Linked DNA regions of Mus musculus: all the other regions are linked to region 2. The links are chromatin contacts, called in public HiChIP or PLAC-seq maps. All regions are on one chromosome and are shown on one strand. Each heading gives the region's core, a stretch centred on a gene start, on an enhancer-like site or on the middle of the called end of the contact. The rest is flanking DNA. Distances are from core to core; before and after follow the strand shown.

Evidence for each region. HiChIP or PLAC-seq counts read pairs in DNA pulled down with a chosen protein or histone mark.
Region 1: a contact with region 2 is called in a RAD21 HiChIP or PLAC-seq map of pro-B cells, with 17 times the contacts expected there. The contact joins two enhancer-like sites. A contact is called at or near these places in 1 of 15 datasets of contacts at CTCF or cohesin (pro-B cells) and 1 of 115 datasets of contacts at active chromatin or transcription factors (large pre-B cells).
Region 3: a contact with region 2 is called in a RAD21 HiChIP or PLAC-seq map of pro-B cells, with 6 times the contacts expected there. The contact joins two enhancer-like sites.

The regions. Positions count from the first base shown.
Region 1 is chr12:92,881,182-92,883,888 of GRCm38.p6, reverse strand. It overlaps Gm40892, which reads left to right. Exons shown (of 4, transcript XM_030247051.1): 4 at 1-171. Among named protein-coding and RNA genes, the nearest start is that of Gm40892, 12 kb to the left of the region's middle. Within about 2 kb of position 1,443, at least 18 of the 459 cell types and tissues checked have an H3K27ac peak or open chromatin away from gene starts, as enhancers often do. A contact at or near this core is called in pro-B cells, where this site is marked.
Region 2 is chr12:92,402,932-92,405,631 of GRCm38.p6, reverse strand. No RefSeq gene overlaps it. Among named protein-coding and RNA genes, the nearest start is that of Gm40548, 400 kb to the right of the region's middle. Within about 2 kb of position 1,326, at least 2 of the 459 cell types and tissues checked have an H3K27ac peak or open chromatin away from gene starts, as enhancers often do. A contact at or near this core is called in pro-B cells, where this site is marked.
Region 3 is chr12:92,822,307-92,825,006 of GRCm38.p6, reverse strand. No RefSeq gene overlaps it. Among named protein-coding and RNA genes, the nearest start is that of Gm40892, 71 kb to the left of the region's middle. Within about 2 kb of position 1,431, at least 30 of the 459 cell types and tissues checked have an H3K27ac peak or open chromatin away from gene starts, as enhancers often do. A contact at or near this core is called in pro-B cells, where this site is marked.

The DNA of each region.
Region 1 (2,707 bases), core at 194-2,693, 480 kb before region 2:
AAAAAAGAAAAAAGGGGGAAATGCCGCGCCTGCAGCAGAAATGGTTGAACTCCCGAGAGTGTCCTACACTTAGGAGAGAAGCAGCCAAGGGGTTGTTTCCCACCAAGGACGACCCGTCTGCGTGCACGCGGATGAGCCCATCAGACAAAGACATACTCATTCTCTGCTGCAAACTTGGCATAGCTCTGCTTTGCCTGGGGCTATTGGGGGAAGTTGCGGTTCGTGCTCGCAGGGCTCTCACCCTTGACTCTTTTAATAGCTCTTCTGTGCAAGATTACAATCTAAACAATTCGGAGAACTCGACCTTCCTCCTGGGGCAAGGACCACAGCCAACTTCCTCTTACAAGCCACACCGATTTTATCCTTCAGAAATAGAAATAAGAATGCTTGCTAAAAATTATATTTTTACCAATAAGACCAATCCAATAGGTCGATTATTAATCACTATGTTAAGAAATGAATCGTTACCTTTTAGTACTATTTTTACTCAAATTCAAAGGTTAGAAATGGGAATAGAAAATAGAAAGAGACGCTCAACCGCAGTCAAAGAACAGGTGCAAGGACTATCGGCCACAGGCCTAGAAGTAAAAAAAGGAAAAAGGAGTGTGTTTGTCAAAATAGGAGACAGGTGGTGGCAACCAGGGACTTATAGGGGACCTTACATCTACAGACCAACAGATGCCCCGTTACCATATACAGGAAGATATGACTTAAATTTTAATAGGTGGGTCACAGTCAATGGCTATAAAGTGTTATACAGATCCCTCCCCTTTCGTGAAAGACTCGCCAGAGCTAGACCTCCTTGGTGTGTGTTAACTCAGGAAGAAAAAGACGACATGAAACAACAGGTACATGATTATATTTATCTAGGAACAGGAATGAACGTTTGGGGGAAGATTTTTCATTATACCAAGGAGGGGGCAGTGGCTAGACTATTAGAACATATTTCTGCAGATACTTTTGGCATGAGTTATAATGGATAATCTTTATGGGCCCAACCTTGCGGTTCCCAAGGTTTAAGTAAGTTCATGGTCACAAACTGTTCTTAAAACAAGGATGTGAGACAAGTGGTTTCCTGACTTGGTTTGGTATCAAATGTTTTGATCTAAGCTCTGAGTGTTCTAACCTTCTATGTTCTGTTGACATCTATCCAAGTCTTATGTAAATGCTTATGTAAACCATGATATAAAAGAGTGCTGATTTTTTGAGTAAACTTGCAACAGTCCTAACATTCACCTCTCGTGTGTTTGTGTCTGTTCGCCATCCCGTCTCCGCTCGTCACTTATCCTTCACTTTTCAGAGGGTCCCCCCGCAGACCCCGGTGACCCTCAGGTCGGCCGACTGCGGCAATTATTGGATCTTATTGTTCTCTCTATGGGGTTGCAATTCCCTTCAGCTCCTTCAGTCCTTCCCCTAACTCTTCCTCTGAGATCCCCATGCTCAGTCCCATGGTTGGCTGAGTGCATCTGCACATGTATTGGTCAGTATCTAGCAGAGCCTCTTGGGGGACTCTTATACCAGGCTCCTGTCAGCAAGTGCTTCTTGGCATCAGCAATAGTGTTTGGGGTTAGTACCTGACGATGGGATGGATCCCTAGGTGGGGCAGTCTCTGGATCGGCCTTCTTTTTTCTTATTGTATACCATGAAGATAAAATATATTATTTTTTATTAGATGTTTTCTTTAGTTACATTTCAAATGCTATCCCTAAAGTTCCCTATACCTTTCCCCCACCCTGTTCCCCTACCCACCCTCTCCCACTTCTTGGTCCTGGCATTCCCCTGTACTGGGGTGTATGAAGTTTGCAAGACCTAGGGTCTCTCTTTCCAATGATGGCCAACTAGGCCATCTTCTGCTACATATGCAGCTAGAGACACGAGCTCTGGGGGTACTGGTTAGTTCATATTGTTGATCCACCTACAGGGTTGCAGACCTCTTCAGCTCCTTGGGTACTTTCTCTAGCTCCTCCACTGGGGGCCCTGTGTTCCATCCTATAGATGACTGTGAGCATCCACTTCTGTATTTACTAGGCACTGGCATAGCCTCACATGAGACAGCTATATCAGGGTCCTTTCAGCCAAATCTTGCTGGCATATGTAATAGTGTCTAGGTTTGGTGGCTGATTATGCGATGGATCCCTAGGTGGCGTAGTGTCGGGATGATCCATCCTTTCGTCTTATCTCCAAATTTTGTCTCTGTAACTAAAGAAATCAGTAGATATACACTCACTGATAAGTGGATAATAGCCCAGAAACTTAGAATACCCAAGATACAATTTGCAAAACACAAGAAAATCAAGAAAAAGGAAGACCAATGTGTGGACACTTTATTCTTCCTTAAAATATATTATTTTTGCTTGAGATTTATGCATAAATATAGATAAGACACCCAAAATGATTCTTATAGTAGGTGCTTATTAAATGCTTTTGATGTTGACAAACCTTACCATGAACATTTATAAATATATGTCTATGTGATATATTTTGTAATTTTTCCTGAAAGTATATATCATATATTTTCACATGTACATCAAGGACCTACCCAACTACAGCCCTCATGAGCCTTCAATTTATGCTTAACTAATTACATTCTTGTTGCTCATGTTACAGCCTTGCTGTATACAGTCATTGCTATTTCTTGTTATCTTTCGATATAAAGTAGAATAGTCTTTACTCAATACAATATGGCATATTTGTGCAGTTTTTTTTC
Region 2 (2,700 bases), core at 77-2,576:
AGTCTTCCCCCTTTGTTTTTCCCCATCTATTTCTGTAATGCCAAATGTTATTAGTGATATCCTATAAAATCTACTTAGCTTATTGACAAAGCTTTATTTTTTTCATATGTGAAGTTTAAAAATGATGGGTAGTTTGCTATGACTTTGAGGTACAACGGGAATGATTAAAAAAAAGTATTTATCCTAACATTAGGCCAAAATACTCATAAAACAGTTTTATCGCTCCTCTTTATAGCTGTTTTATTCTATGAGACTGGATTCTTGATTTTAACGAATAGTCTACTTAGAAATATAATAAAATTGGGGAAAAAGCATTAACTTATACAAGATAAATATCTCAGTTAATACACTTAAAAACCTCAAATAAAGAACACATTGGTAGGAAATAAGAGAATGAATTCTTGAACTTTTGAGTGTATTTCCAGTGAGGCTTCCTCTTTTATCTTTCCTGTCACAGAGTTCTTGCTTCTAATCATTGTTTGATCTGTCTCTTTGGAGAAGAAAGAGAATAACAGACAATATCATCACTTATGTCTCAAGTCTGCATTGAATCTCCAGCTCTCAAAACATAAAGGCCAAGTTCATAAATCAAGTGGGAAAGAAAACATATTAGAGTGTGGGCATGATTTTTTGACTGTGTTGAATCAGTGGCAAGATATAGTGACTCTGTCATAGGCAGTTATAAAAGTGGAAGGCTTTAAAGTAGGAACAGTTCACTGTTCAACAGACCCAGAAGCCTTCAAAGCAAATAAAACAACTAATCAATTTAGCTTAATTGTTCCCTGAAACAGGCATGAAGTATATTATATACTTTCTAAAACAGAATAATAGGGAATTAATTTAGAAACGTAAGCCTCACCTTATAAACTGGTAGATTTAAACATTTTAAGACAAAAATGATTTCAAATGATTTTTGTAATGATTATTTTTGACTAGTTGGTTAGATTGTTACCTATGTAGAAGATCAATAAAGTATATATTTTGTTTAGAAAGATGAAAATATAAGAGAACTATTTTTCTAAAAACCACATAAATGGAAATTTTAAATTATAGTTGAGTTAATCAGCATCAGTGCCTACAATAGATTATCATAGATGTTGGAATAAACCGAAAAAACAAAAAAAAAGTCCTGGAGATTGGAAAATTGAGATTGAGGTATCAATATTGTGGCTTTTCCTATTGGTAACATTTTCATTTTTGACTAAAAAAACAATAATAACAAAAGGAACTTAAGTGATGAAAGCAGCTACCTTAGCTCTCAGTTCAGGGCTCCATGAGTCGTGGCACTCACCCCATCTACTGTCAGGAAACAGACATAAATACCATGGTTGAATTCATTCTCAGTACAGCTCTTCCTTCCCCAAATAACTTATTTAGAAAAACCCTCACAGTACTGAGTGGGACTAGTGCCACTTGCAAACCAACTTCTTCCTGTCTTATCACAGAAAGAAAGAAAGAAAGAAAGAAAGAAAGAAAGAAAGAAAGAAAGAAAGAAAGAAAGAAAGAAAGAAAGAAAGATGAAAGAGAACATTATTGTTTCTTCTATATAGACCTGAAAGCTATGCCAGAAATGGCAGCACATATTTATAATTCAAGCACTGGATCAAAAGAGAATGGACTATACTTGTGGTTTGCTAGATAGCTAATACAGTACAATTAATGAGCTCTAGGTTCAGTGTAAAAAAAAAAAGTGGAGAAAATTTGAGCCAGACAGGACATCCCTCCACACATATACATATGCATACACCAAAAGACACAACACACACACACACACAGAGAGAGAGAGAGAGAGAGAGAGAGAGAGAGAGAGAGAGAGAGAGAGAGAGAGAGAGAGAGAGAGAGAGAGATTTTCTTAAGGTAACTTCAATAGAAAATTATAAACCTGAAACTCATTCAGAGCTTTATCTGAATTGTGGGGACAAAAGGAGAAAATAATAAAAAGAACAATATAAAAATGAGATAGAACAGAACAATTTATAAAAGAAAGCAAGCATAAATTCTTAATTTATGTTTTCTAAAAATACATTGTTAAAGGAATTATAACAAAAGTAAAAGGAAGGGAGAAAACAGTTTAAACTAGCATTTAATAATGACATATTGTGTACACACACACAGGCACACACGCACATACACATGTTCATATACTTGATAAGAGAATGACTTTTTAAATTATTTTATTTTTTACATTCCAGCCATTACCCACTCCTGGTCCCTCCTCCCACAGTTACTCATTCTATTCCTCCTCCCCCTTGCCTCTGAGAGGGTGGCCTTTCAGGCCTCCCCTTTCCCTAATCCCTCAAGTCTCTTGAGGCTTAAACACCTCTTCTCCCACTGAGGTCAGACCAAGAGTACTCTCCTATACATGTGTCAGGATCCTCAGACCAGTCCTGTATGTTGTCTGATTGGTGGCTCTGTCTCTGGGAGCTCCCTGGAGTCTTGCTTAGTTGAGACTGCTGGTCTTCCTATGAAGGCACCCTCCCCTTCAGCTTCTTCAATCCTTCCCCTAATTCAACCACAGGTGTCTCTGACTTCAGTCCAATGCTTGGATGTAAGTGTCTCCGTCAGTCTCAGCCGGCTGCTGCTAGGGACCCTCAGAGGACTGACATGCTAGGCTCCTATCTGTAAGCACACCATAGCATCAGTAATAGTGTCAGGCCTTGGTGCTCCCCCAACCCCAAGAGATGGATCCCAAGTTAGGCC
Region 3 (2,700 bases), core at 182-2,681, 420 kb before region 2:
AAGTAATGGTTTTAAGGAGAGAGAAATTTCTTATTTACCTTCACTTCAAACTGGGGTAGGGGATACATTTATTATCCAGAATTACACTTTGTTGGCATTGTTTAAAAATAATTGTTTTTATAAACCTTTATGTATGATCCTAGCATAGTTAATTCTATGTCATCCAAATACTTGGTTAACGTAATGAAGTAAGGTAAAAGCAGAGATGAATGGTGAATCAAAGGAACCATATTCTCTGCCCACTGCCTAGTGAGTATCAGAGATGTCCTATGAGGAGTTTAGCCTTTGAAGGGGATTCTGTTTATTTTTTATTAGCCATCAACCTTATAGGAGTTTTGATACTTTCTCCTTTGATGTTCAGATGCCTCTCACAACAGGACTCTTTCTTCTGTTTTCTTTTGCTATATTTTCTTTAACTTGCCTCTACTTTAAATGAGCATTTGTCTGACAAGATGCCTTAAGTAATTAATCAACAGGCAGGTGATTAATTAAAGAAATCTGCGAGGGACTGGGGGTTGGGAGAAAAGAATCCTTAAAGGATTAGATATGAGAGGAAACTGATTCTTGGAGATTTCAGTTTTCTCTTCTGCAGAGTGAAACCAGTATATTTTCTGAATAAGGGGAAGTTACAGGAATAATTATAATAATAATAATAATAGTAAATCCTCAGGAGTAGCAGTCTAGTAAAAGAACAATAGCAAATGTCACCATCTTCCCTGACAATATTCTGGATAGGAAACTTCATCTCCTAATGAAAAAAAAAAAAGCATTCTGATGGATTAATGTTTAAGAGAAATATTCTGATCATTGCAAAATCAGTGAAGATGAAAAATGTGAGCAGGTAATTGAATAGGAACCATTTATATGGCAGTGACGCTGTGCTGGCAAAAAAATTATTATTAAAGTAACCTTTTATTTAATATATCATCACCTATAAGATGTGCTTTGTAAAATTTCAACTTGGAAGGACTTCCTTTTTAATCACGTAAAGTTTTGGCAACTCATTTTATTAAAGATTTTGCAACTGAAACTGAAAGTAGTGGAGGGTCCATAAATTTAAATGAACTTCAGAGACCACATAGGCAAGCATTTTATACCAAAGGAGATTTTCAAATAACCAGAGGGATGGTCCATACATACATAACCTTCCTTAGAGCTGGAATTTACCTTAACAATTTTTATAATTTGTATTTTTATGCAGTTCCCATGCACATAAAACAGTGCTGAAAAGAGACTCAAGAGCATTTTGCATGAAATTATATATAGGACATGGTCATGAACTAGGACTCTATTTTTTAATCTCTATTTGTGTCGGAAAGAAGTGCTGTTAGCTCATCCCCACAGTCACTGGGGAGCAAAGAAAGGGTCTGTGGTTAGAAACCTCTGAACCCTCTTACTCTGCCTCAGTATCCTGACCCCTCTTCCGCTGAGGCGTCAGCTGAATGCTGAAAGAAGCAAGGACGGTTGTTTGCATGATTTATGTTCCATCTTTCCTGTGTGTGTGTGTGTGTGTGTCTGTGTGTGTGCGCGTGTGTGTGTGTGTGCATGTGTGTGTCCACTGATAAGATTGTGAGAAATCGTATAGTCTGAAAATGCTTCAGTCACAATGTTCCTCCAACCTGTTAACATCATCCCTTCTCATTTAACTTCCAGTCATTCTGACGTCAGGTAAGAGTGAACCTCTATCTGTGCCGACACTGTGTTCAATAGCATCTCCCCATGCATGATAATTTCCATCACCTTCGAACAAAGTAGTCTTCAGACATACAGCAGTTCATAGAGAGACTCTGAATATGTGGTTTTTGTCATCATTGAATCTATTTCCATAGTTAGTTCCTCATACTGCCCTACAGGGCAGGAAATTGAACCCAGGCACTTGGGAGCAATAGTCAAGTCTTTTATAGCTGAGCTGTACCTAACATAGCCTCCACCCCTTGATTTTTATGTTGTTTTTATGTCCTTGATTTTTATGTTGTTGTTTGATAAAGGATATTATTAAGTAGTCCTGGATAATCTGGATTTCCCTGTGGACTAGACTAGCCTTTACTATCAGCATTTTCTGTTTCAGCTTCTCAAATATTTAGATTATAAACCTGAACCACAAGATATGGCTAGTTTCCCCTTAAGAAAACCAGAGCAATAGTTAACATTCTTAAGATAATCTAGTAATTTTCTCTCTTGGTTTGTAATTCTTGTGTAACTCAAACTCATCTTAATGCATAGAAACATTCATGTTAATAATTGTTTTAAGATATTAAGTTAGATGTATCTCTAACCACTGAGAGCTCCATTGTCTCTTTGGTGGGTGTCTCTATGTCCCTGGAAACTGTCTACGTCTGTCAATATCTACCTAATGCTGAAACACTGCCTCTCACTGAACCTGAAGGAAAGTGGCTGCTGAGTATCTGCCAAGGAAGTGCCTAGAACGTTCCATCTGGAACTTCCTTTTTCTCCTCTCAGCAATAGGCTTACAGATACATTCTCATCTTTATAAGTGAATGGTGGAAAGCTAAATTTGGGTCCTCAAGGGTTTGGACTAAGAGTTTAACCCACCGAACCATCTCCTTGGTCCCTAAAGCATCCATTATTGGTGAAATTATTCAAATATTCAAAATCCTACTTAGAGTCTGCCCTAAATCTAATAAATAAATAAATAAATAAATAAATAAATAAATAAATAAATAAAATGCATAAGATGTA